Regions from separate parts of the Gossypium hirsutum genome. Here region 1 is linked to region 2. A link is a contact called in public Hi-C data. All regions are on one chromosome and are shown on one strand. The core of a region is the stretch at or near the end of the contact, and the rest is flanking DNA. Distances in the headings are between cores, read along the strand shown. Region 1 has its middle 67 kb from the start of LOC121215068. Region 2 holds the start of LOC107909635 (U4/U6 small nuclear ribonucleoprotein Prp31 homolog).

Evidence for each region. A called contact is a pair of places that touch in the nucleus more often than the background predicts.
Region 1: a contact with region 2 is called in a Hi-C map of leaf, with 1.9 times the contacts expected there. The contact joins the enhancer-like site here to the promoter of LOC107909635 in region 2. A contact is called at or near these places in 2 of 34 Hi-C or Micro-C datasets (both in leaf).

The regions. Positions count from the first base shown.
Region 1 is chrD02:61,718,876-61,724,647 of Gossypium_hirsutum_v2.1, forward strand. No RefSeq gene overlaps it. Among protein-coding and RNA genes, the nearest start is that of LOC121215068, 67 kb to the right of the region's middle. Within about 2 kb of position 4,271, at least 3 of the 9 cell types and tissues checked have an H3K27ac peak or open chromatin away from gene starts, as enhancers often do. A contact at or near this core is called in leaf, where this site is marked.
Region 2 is chrD02:61,394,125-61,399,731 of Gossypium_hirsutum_v2.1, forward strand. It overlaps LOC107909635 (U4/U6 small nuclear ribonucleoprotein Prp31 homolog), which reads right to left and starts at 4,242. Exons shown (of 7, transcript XM_016837245.2): 1 at 4,043-4,242; 2 at 3,861-3,926; 3 at 2,729-3,759; 4 at 2,543-2,613; 5 at 2,157-2,259; 6 at 1,955-2,030; 7 at 783-1,383. The coding sequence starts at 4,045. The coding sequence ends at 1,276.

The DNA of each region.
Region 1 (5,772 bases), core at 3,021-5,520, 320 kb after region 2:
TGAAATCCACCATTAAGGACCCGGTTTTTGGGTTTTAACTAAAACATTCAATTTTCATAACTAAAACTCAATTTTAAAGTCAAGATAACATTAAAAACTAATAGGAAAGTGAATGGTTACCTTTGATGGAAGAAAAATAGAGTTTTTGACGCAAATCTGAGAAACCCACACTCAAGGAATATGATGAAATTGGTGAGATTTTTTAGTGTTTTCTTGGAGATTTATGAAGGTAATTGACTTGGGATGATGAAAACCATAAGAATATGGTTTCAAAATCAAAATTGAGGAGTTAGGGCTTTGAGAGAGTGAGGGACGGTAACATTATGGGTAAGGAGAAGAACTATCGTGAAAATAAGCTGGGAATGGGGGTTTTTAGGTTCAATTTTAAATTTCCTATTAAAAGCTCATAGTTTTGACTCTTTTAAAAATCAGTCCCATTTTCAAAATTGAAGGTATTTAAAAATTATTTTCAAAAATTGACTTAATTTTCTTATAGTCATTGTTGAAAACATTATCGATTACCAACCTTACAAAATTATGCGCACATATAGGCTAAAATTCCTAAAATACTCTCGAAACTCCTAGGCCATATTTTGGGGTGTTACAAAAGGAGTCTGCATTTTCATAAAAAGGTAAACATGAGTAAGACTCACTAAGTTGTTCAGAAACTTATATATGTGTTTTGGTTTGCAGGTTTGTGTGTTGAACAGGTACGCCAGGAGGGACCAAACCAGGAATGCGTCGTAGCAATAAATCGAGGGAAATATTTTGCATATAGAGGGATGTTATGGAAATATGTGTTTTCAATAGTAATACCACCACAATGTGTCTGTTTACTTAAGTAGATTGATGTAAGATTTTAATTTACCTTTGAAAGTTCTATGACAATTGACAAATGTATTATGCGAGCCTATTATCTTAAGAATAAATTCTAATAAATAAGAGGTACATCTAGTAAAGTTATAGTAGATTGAATAATTTAGTTAAGTGTATCTGCTTTGTGACACCTCATGCTCGGATCCAGTATATGGGTCGGGTATAGGGCGTTAGAAGGTCTAACTGTTAACCGTGTTAAATTATTTTGTTAAATTTAGGTTTATTACAATGTCATTTTTTTAGTTACATGGCTACCAAATAAGTAAACTTTTTTAATTTCAAAATATCACACACACACACACACAAAAATCTAACAATAAAAAAAAAGGTTAAGGGTGTTAACAATTGGACCTAAAATTTTAATTTTAAAAAGTAGATGGTCCAAATTCCTAAAAATAAAAGTATAGAAATTAATTTGAAAATTTTTGAAGAGTATAGAAACTTATGGATATATTAACCTTTAATTTTTTTTTGTTTTTCAATTTATCATGTTATTATTGACACAACATTCCATTTTTTTAATTTCAAATCAAAGAACTTTCATGTGTCTATAATTGATATTTAATAAATAAATAGGACACGTAATGTTTTTTTTTGTATGGTCAAAGTATTTTTCATGTTCATTTTACCATAAAAATAACTAATCTTTTTGGATTTTATGTCTATTCCTCTCAACAATGTCATCTTCAGGGTTTGAATCTGAGCTTTTTCTTACCATTAGACTCAACACTCATTGGTACATATAACAGTTTTTAAATCTAGTTAAAAATTTTGCCTGTGAATTGCTAGAGTTGTGTGACTCAAATTTTTGTTAAATAAGAGATTCCTTGCAAGTCAAGTTAAACAAAATATATTTTATTTCTAGAAGATTTAGTATTTATTAGTATAATATATTTAGAATTTATTAGCACAATTTATTTAACCTACTAATTTAGCCTATAAATAAGCTCTTTTATAACCTTAGAAAACACACCTATAAAAAGATTAGACCTCATAACACTTTTGGAGAATTTTGTGTTTACGTTTTGAGGGTTCTTTGTTTTCAGGTTTCAGGGTTTAGTTTTTATCTTTATCTTTTGTACTCTTCGTTCTTTTTGCATTATAGTAAAATTTTCTTTTCCTGTGGTTTTTTATCCTCTTTGAAGGGGTTTTTCCATGTTAAATTTGTGTGTTCAATTTATCAATTTCTTCTGCTTTTATTACTCTTTCATTGCTTAATCGGGTCAATCTCCAACAAGTGGTACCAGAGTAAGTTCAATTTTCGTAGATCAACCTATTCAGAGATGGAAGCAACAAGGTTTGACATTGAAAAGTTCAATGGTGTCACATATGTCAATCTATGGCAGGTTTGGATAATGGCAATTCTAGTTCAAGCTGGCCTGAAAAAGGTCGTTATCGAGAAAAAAACTTGAGAATCTAGATCAGACAAAATGGGAAGAGCTTGATGAAAAGGCCATGTCTGCAATTCAGTTGTGTCGCGCGAATAGGCTATTGCAGAAGGTATTGATGGAGAAAACTTCATCCGCCTTGTAGAAAATGTTAGAAATTCTTTATGCGACTAAGTCTCTGGCTAGCTGTTTAGTGTTGAAACGTTGATTTATGTTTCACATTAACAAAGTTGAGCTTCTTAGAGATCACAATAGTCAATTTATTACTCTTTTTAATGATTTAAAGAACTTTGAGGTTAAGATTGACAATGAAGATCAGGCTATGCTATTATTATGCTCTTTACCCTCTTCGTACAAGTCTTTCAGGGAGACCCTGATTTATAGCAGAGACAAACTCTCGTTTGAGGATGTGAAGGGTCATTTGTTGAGTAAAGACAAACTCGATAATGAGTTTGGTTCAGATAGCAAGGCAGATAAGTAAGCTTCTATTTTGGCAGCATCAAAGAAGCGAGACAAAAGGTGTCACTATTGTAAGAAGTTAGGTTACGTCAAAGCAGATTGTTATAAACTAAGAAATAAAAGGGCTGCTCGGAGTAACGAGGAAGATGTAGCTGGTGCTTATTTGGTCGACGAAAGTGGTGATGATTTCTTGTTAGTGTTAACGAGCAGTAGCTCCAAGCTTACGTCTGAGTGGATCTTAGATTCTGGATGTTATTTTCACATGTGTCCCAATAGAGAATAGTTCTTCATATACAATTTGGTTGAAGGTGGAGTTGTGCGCATGGGAAATGATTCATCGAGTAAGGTAATTGGTATTGGTACTGTTAAAATTAGAATGCACGATGGGATGATTAGGACACTCTCAGATGTCAGGTATGTACCTGTTTTACAAAAGAATCTCATCTCCTTGAGTATTTTAGACTCGAAAGGTTGTTGAATCAACATCGAGTCGAGTTACATTAAGGTGACTTGTGGAGCTCTCGTTTTGTTAAGAGGTAAAAGGACTGACAGTTTTTATATTCTAGAAGGTTCTACAGTGATCGGTGAAACTGGATGTCCCTTGTCCGTTACGGAGTCAAAGTCAACTCGTTTGGAGCGAAGACAACTTGGTCATAAGAGGGAAAAATGCATGACTGTTTCATTGAAGAGAAGTTCTCTTTTGGATGCAAGTTTTGAAAAGTTAAAGCACTATGTTCGTGAAAATCAGACCCAAGTTAGTTTTGATTTGGCATTGCACAAGTCGACGGCTAGAAATTTTCCAACTTCTAAGCACAAATTTGACTCAGTTAATTCCCTGCATAGTTCAAGATAGGCCCGTGGTGGGCTTTGGCAAAGATGGCATTGTGAGAATTCGTCTCAAGGTAGAGATTGTTAGAGTTGTGTGGCCCAAATTTCTGTTAAATAAGAAATTGCTTGCAAGTTAAACAAAATATAATTTCTTTTTAGAAGATTTAATATTTATTAGTATAATATATTTAATATTTATTAGCATAATTTATTTGACCTACGAATTTAGCTTATAAATAATCTTTACGAATTTAACTTATAAATAGTCTTTTTTTTATAACCTTAGAAAAACACCCATTAAAAAATTAGAACCCATAACACTGTTGGAGAATTTTGTGTTTACGTTTAGAGGGTTCTTTGTTTTCGGGTTTCGGGGTTTAGTTTTTTTATCTCTATCTTTTGTACTCTTCGTTATTTTGCCATTATAGTAAAAATTATCTTTGCCCGTGGTTTTTTATCCTCTTTGGAGGAGCTTTTCCACGTTAAATTTGTGTGTTTAATTTCTCAATTTCTTCCGTTATTTTAACTTGTTTGTTGCTTAATCGGGTCGATTCCCAATATGAATATTATCTAATAATAATCTTGGATTAGAAACGTATTTTGATGGCAGTACATAAATGTTGTACCAGTATGAATTATGTACATTTTATATGCATATGGCTAGTGGGGGTCAAAGATGGCAATAAATCATGTGCCGTGCCCTAGAGGTCGAGGTGGGCTAACATAACATGCTGGCTGGCTATCAAACACCTTCCTATGGCTGCTAAAAAGTTTTAATTCCGCTAAGTTCCAATTGATTCGTTGGAAATGAAAATGACCTCTTGCCTTCATTCTTTCTGTGCATTTAATTTCAAGAAAAGAGAAAAACGTGTACTCTGCAAAAATAATCATTTCTCTCCACAATATATATCAAAATCAAACCAATATTATTGTATACTATATATATGTGAAATAATTAATATACGCGTCATGCAAAAGTTTTCAAATTGTTTTAGGAAATGGATAATGATTTTTTTCACATGTGCGATGTTCATATATATGATTTATATGTAAACCATTAATACAGATATGTGCTCTGCTGGCTTGATTTCGTCCATACAAAAATATGTGTATGTATGGAGTTTATAACTTCTGCATCAAAGTTTATTAATTTATGTATGGTGAATCATCTATATACAATACTTCTTAATTGTGACAGATACGTCTTTATAGAAAGGTGTGTGTGAATATTATCAAATTCCTTGAAAATGAATCATCAATAGTAATACTATTGCTTTTATTGAATTTAATTACAAACATTCTATTAAATACATATGAATTTTCACATTTATTTGAATTTAAGTGTATATATTGATAAGTGTCTAATATGAATTTTTACAATAGTAATTTTAATAATTTATATATTATAATTTTAAAAACGTTAAATTAAATTTATATAATTTTTAAGTGGTTAAAGTGTATTTTTATCATTATTAATTTAAAATTTTATAAATTATAAAAAGTCTAAATTAAGATTTTACTATTTTAGGAAACCATGCCCTTTGATATTTGCTAAGCTCCGCGATTGGTAGATATGATAAAATCTTTTAAAATAATTTTTCATATATATATGAACGATTATATATCCATACTTATGAGAATTATATTGTCACTTTCATTGCCACCATTGAAACCCTCGGGAATATAAGTGGGAGAATTGAGGAGTTTGAACGTAAAAAGCTAACCCATATATGCAAATTAAGGCAACAAATGAAAGAGAAAATGGGATTAATTTAATTTGATGGTTGGATGTATAAATAATCTGATGACATGTAAGGGGTTGCATGGATGACGATGATATGATATGATATGGAGGGGGCATTCCCTCCATCATCTCACAAACTGTTTGTTGCACCCTTCATCCCATACTCACCATGTGGATTGCCAACTTATTGACCTTGACCATTCATTACCTATACATTAATTATTTGTTCTTGAATATATATGGATAAAAGTATTATGGAAGTTTTTGTATCAAGAGTTAAATTGTATTTTATTTTATCTATTTAAAAAATAGATAAAGTAATCCATGTACATTAGATCAAATAATAAATTAGTCCTTTTGTTAAAAAAAATTCAGTTTTGCTATTAAATACATCAACATGAGGTATACATGACACACTATATGTCATTGTTTGGTTATTCCTTCAACTATGTTAGTTTTTAACTGTACAAATAGATA
Region 2 (5,607 bases), core at 2,992-5,491:
TTTTTTTAATTGGTATAATAACACATTTAAATCCTCAATTTGGCCATAATTCTAAATAAGTCAACAAATTTAGTCTACATTTACAAATTCAATCAACTTAATCCTTAACAAATTTTAATCATAAATCAAAATAGCTATAATAAACTCAAATGAAATTATAAACGCAGCAAAATAGACTCGATGCTCTATTCTTCACATCAAATATAATCACATTCCAATTCCTTCAATAAAATTCATTAGCTATAATAAACTCAAATGGATATCCTGATAGACACAAAAAAAATAACTCAAAATATATATCCTAACTAAAATATAAAATATAAAATATATAAAAAAAAACTACTTGCCGAATGTCGAACAAGACCTATATATTTTTAACACAATACGTAAAAATTTAAAAGCTAAATTTATTATTATACCAATTCTTTAAACTACAATCTCACCCTTTTGTCAAACACTTAAACGATAAAAATGGACAAAAGAATAACCAAACATGATTAAATTACCATTTTGAAAGTTTTAAAAGTTAAGCGACAGAAAAAAGGAACTTAACATAATTGGATGATTTCTTATTTTAAAATTAAATTTTCATTAATGACTGAAAATTGTGGAATAGGAAAATTTGGACTATATAATAGCTAAAAAAAGTAAAATATGAAAATCATTGTAAACGTAATATGAAATATCTCCTAAAAAAACTAATAATGTATAATTTTAAAAGTTACTATTTAGCACAACACTCCTTCACATCAAAGGCAATTATGTTGAAAATCTGCCTAATATTCAAGCCTCAAATCAGTAGGTTTTCATTCAAGGTTAGGACATGTATTTTAAAAGTCATGTTATGCATCATTCCTTTTCCGGCATAATTTTTCAGCCCAGTTCCAATATCTAGCCAAGTGTTCTAAAAGTAGTAGACAAATTGCATTAGTCCCACTTTGGATAAAAACAGGATAAGTCTGGATGCATTATACATCCTATCATACCTTATCATACATGTCCTTTGAGAAGAGAAGAGTCATGACCCTATGACACTGGTTGCTGCTGATGGTTCTCTTCAATCTTTCACCTGCTGATTGCTGCCTTCATCAGTTCTTCTTTAAAAACAGGGGATTCTGGAAGATAACAGGGAAACAGTGACTGGTAGCTTACAAAGAAGGGACAACTATAGCCAGCTAAGCTAACAAAACTTGTGCTTTAGTCTATAAAACTCTTATCAAATGCGTAATTACAGCATAACCAAATGTCATCTAATTAGGTGAGCTTCTTCCCTTTCTATGTCCTCTTGATCTTTGAAAATGTTCCCGTCTCTGAGAAGTAAGTACTTTGAGTTCCACTGCCAAGCTGATGTGCATGAGCTTGAGGATTTGTGAGCTCAATCCCCTGATGAACAAAAAATGCCAATCATTACCCACACAAACAAAAATATAATGTCTGTTTGATCCATGTAAAAAGAAGTTCAAACTAGGACTTTGGCCAACCCTCTCCTATTCTACATAGAAAATAGAGAAAACAATCATCACAAATTACAGTCCTAAATTTTAGAATGATCAATGTTACATATAAACATAAAGCCAATCAGCCACATATCAGAAGTTAACCCTCTAAAGTTTGTTAAACCTCGCACACATGCACACATGCTACCACCTAAAAATTAAAAATATGTCATGTGCATTCATAACCAGATACCTGACCTTGTTCCCTCAGTCTTCCACATCTCCAGAACTCTTTCTTATAATTTAAGTCGACAATGCAAAATTGCCAACCAAAAGAAATAGTAATAACCTAAACTTTACACTGTTTAGACTCCTAGGTTAAAAACCCTTTCTTGCACCTAATAAAAGCCATGTACGCAAACTTCTCAAATCTTTCATATGTCAAATATGTCATAATAAAAACAACATTTACTGACATCCCTTCAGCTCATGGTCAAATTAGAAGAAGCCATAAATACCTGCACAGGTGTGAATGCCAAACTTGAAGTCAGCCCAGAGGTGGCACCACTGCTTCCGTAATTCTTTTCCTTGAACCTGAAGTGAAGGAAAAAGAGTATCACCCAGGAGATCAACATGCAAGGTTGAATTTGAGAGAAAAACAGCAAAAATACTAAATTAAGCTAACCGATTGAAGGGGGAAAAAAGAACAGGAGAACCTACTTCTTAGCAACTTTGGCTGCAAGTTTGCTCTGACCAATTGAAACACGCAGTTTGCCACTCCCAGCCTGACCAAGCATTCCATAACCTTCACCTAGTCCATCACCTAATATCAAAAGGGAAATGAACAGTCAGAAAACTGTGGGAAATAGGTTATGTTCTTCTTAGTTGATAAATAGATTCTAGAAACTGCTCCATGAAAGTAACTCCTCAAGAGAATATACAGAACTAGACATTTCTTAAAGAAGGTAGTTAAGCATTATCGTATTTGACAAATCAGAGGCTACAAGCCTATTGAAGACCCAAAACATGGTTTTTGAGTTCAAGCATCATTAAAGAAAAAAAAAACTAAAAATGATTCTTCGGAAATTAGAAAAATCTAAGTTCACCTAAAGAGCTTTCCTCAGGTACTCCAAATTGCATCCTGTTCGCTAGCTTCCTCATGTCTGTTATAGCATACCTGAAAATAACATATATAGATATAAGCAAAATGCAGAATGCACAAACAAATTGCTGGAAAAAAATTTTAAAAGGAAAAATAAAGATTTCAATAGTAATCAAAATAACAGAACTACCTTTCTTTCATCTTCCTTAAGCGACGACCACCCCTCTTTTTCTTAGGTTCAGAATCAGGAACAGGAAGTGGTTTAGGCTGCTTTGCAGGAGGTGGTTCTTGCCATTTTTCAATTTTCTTATGAATTTCTTCCTTTAAGGTTTTTCCAGCATTCCCCAAAGGATCCCCTCTAGTGGAGTCTATACGTGCTGCAAGAGTTGCTTTAGAAGCCAAGAGACGACAAGCACGACTCCTCAAAGCAGGGGGTGTAGTTTGAAAAATCTCTGTCTGTTCAATATACCCAACACGAAACTGTGACGTTGCAGTGGAAAACCCTGCAAGGGTCTTCTTCTTCGCACCAAGCAGCTGAACATTACAAGCAGGCATCTTAGCTAATGCGGAAAGGCCACCAGCAGTACCCATAAGTTTAGCAGCAACAGCACTTCCAACAATAGTAGAAAGATTTGGTGCAATATATCCCATTCTACTTTCTACAAAATCAAGAACATTCTTCTTTGCAGTATCCAGAGCCAGAGCACGATCACACGCATCAATAGTTTTCTGGAGAACATCTTCAGGAAGTGGCTTGCCACTGGTAGTTGATGCTGTAACTGAAACAACCATAATGATAGCTGAAGGCAAAAGCCCTTCCAAATCCACAAGGGTTAAATCCATCTCATTGCCAATCTTTTTCACCACACGAGCATAATCAATTGGATGATGTACAAGCGATTCAAGCTCAGGAAACTTCAATCGGTACTTATCACGTATAAAATTATGGATAATAACAATCTCATTCTCGATATCAACTGATAGTCCATTACAGTCCACAATCAGCTGATACTCAGGATCATCTTCCAGTACCAAGCCCTGATTTGATATATCAGAACCCTTCTCGAGCGCATCTTCCACTTTCTGCATTATATCAATGTATCTCTGACTTTTTTGCAATTTGGAAACACTGTCCAGATCATCGTAGTTAAGCGTTTCGATATCCGCGAGGTCACCATCAATATCTTCTTCCATGTTTGCAACATCATTATTTTCTTCCTCCTGAAAGAATGATATGAACATTACGATTCAGATTAAGTGTCGAATAAAAAAAAAAGAGGCTGAAACTCAAAACAGAAAAGGTAAGTATAGTTTCAACTCACCAGAACATCGGCTTCGTTGTCTGATAATTCATCAAGGTCCGCAAGGAATGAATCAGCTAAAGTTGCCTGAAAATTATAACCAAGTAAAAGAACAGACAGTTAGATGCAATTATTTTATCGAATGAAAAGTGCTAAAATTCCAGGAGAAAAAAAATAGAGTAATTAGAGAAAAGAAAACTAACCATCTGACACTTTCGCGAGGAGCCTTCTAGGGTTTAACCCAAAATCGAAGAGAATAAACGAAAACAAGTTGAAAATTAAAATTTCCTAAAGAGAATAATGAAGGAACCCTAATCGGAGAAAAGAAGAGCAAATAAACAAAGAAACTTCGTTTGGGCGATAGCGAAAATAATTTATAGGGAAACTTCTTGAACATGCTATCGAGTCGGCTTTTGTATGGGCTAGACCTTCTATTTCTATGTTGGCCCGAAATCATTTATGCTTTGATCCATCTTGGTAAAAAAAATCTTTCTCATCTATTTTTTCAAAAATTGTAGTATTTGAAAAGCACCGGTAATTGGATTTGTCAGTAAGTGCGGTATGTTTTGGTGATCATCGTAGTTGTTAATTTGATTATTTGAATTACTCTTTTTAATTCTTAGGTAGTGTTTGAAAAATTATTTAATAATTGAATTTGGGTGTAATTACTTGTAATTTCTGGATCTCATTGAAAATTTGGTGTAATTAGAGTACAAGTTTAAGTTATAAATTTTTATATTATAAGCATAAACATGTATAAGTGTTCAAGATGGTTATGATCAAAGATTTATTATGTTATAAATCTTATATTATAACATAATTTATGTGTATTTTATAAAGTTATAATAAAAATTATATTGCTTAAGTCTTAATTTTTTTAAAGTTAGAACAATAAAATTTATTATAAAAAATAATCTAAGATTATATAAGTGTATATTATATTTATTTATAAAAAATTATGATAAAAAACATGAATATAAACTATTTATGTGTCGATGTTATATATTATAAAAATAATATGTTTTTTTGTAAAAAAGAATGTTATAATTTTATAAAATTATGGCAAAAAATTATATTATTTATAAGAAATGTTATGAAAATTATAGCACACTATAAAAAAATTATAAAGGTTAATATATTATAATTATTATATTTTTTTTACTTAATTTGTATATTATATAAAAAAATTTATAATATAACATAATTCTTTTTTTAAAATTAAGTTTATATGAGTTTTTATTATTAAAGTTACAAACTATTTGCACTGTGAACCCAAATTTTATTTGGTAGATGTTAATTATGCAAATGTAAAAAATATTCATGCACCATATCGTGGGGTATGATACGATTTGAGAGAATGGAACTAGACACAAGCACAAAAGACGACTCAAGAATTCTTTAATTTGAGACGTTTAAGGCTTCGAAATGTGGTTGAGAGGACATTTGTTATTTTAAAAAAATTTCTCATATCAACATCACTTAGTATAACATAAAAATAATAATATCTGATCATATTAGCATATTGCATACTTCATACCTTCATTCATAGGTATATTTGGGATGATCTATACTTCGAAACATACAAGGAAAAAAGAGATCTTGATAATCACAATGATACAAATTCAGATGATAGATAATGAACTCGGTCAAAAACCAACATTTGATGAAAATGAGCTTATATTAAAGAGGAAATAACCCAACAAATATGAAACACTGGAACAATTTAGATAAAATTTTATGAGAATAAATTATATTAGGATCATCCTAA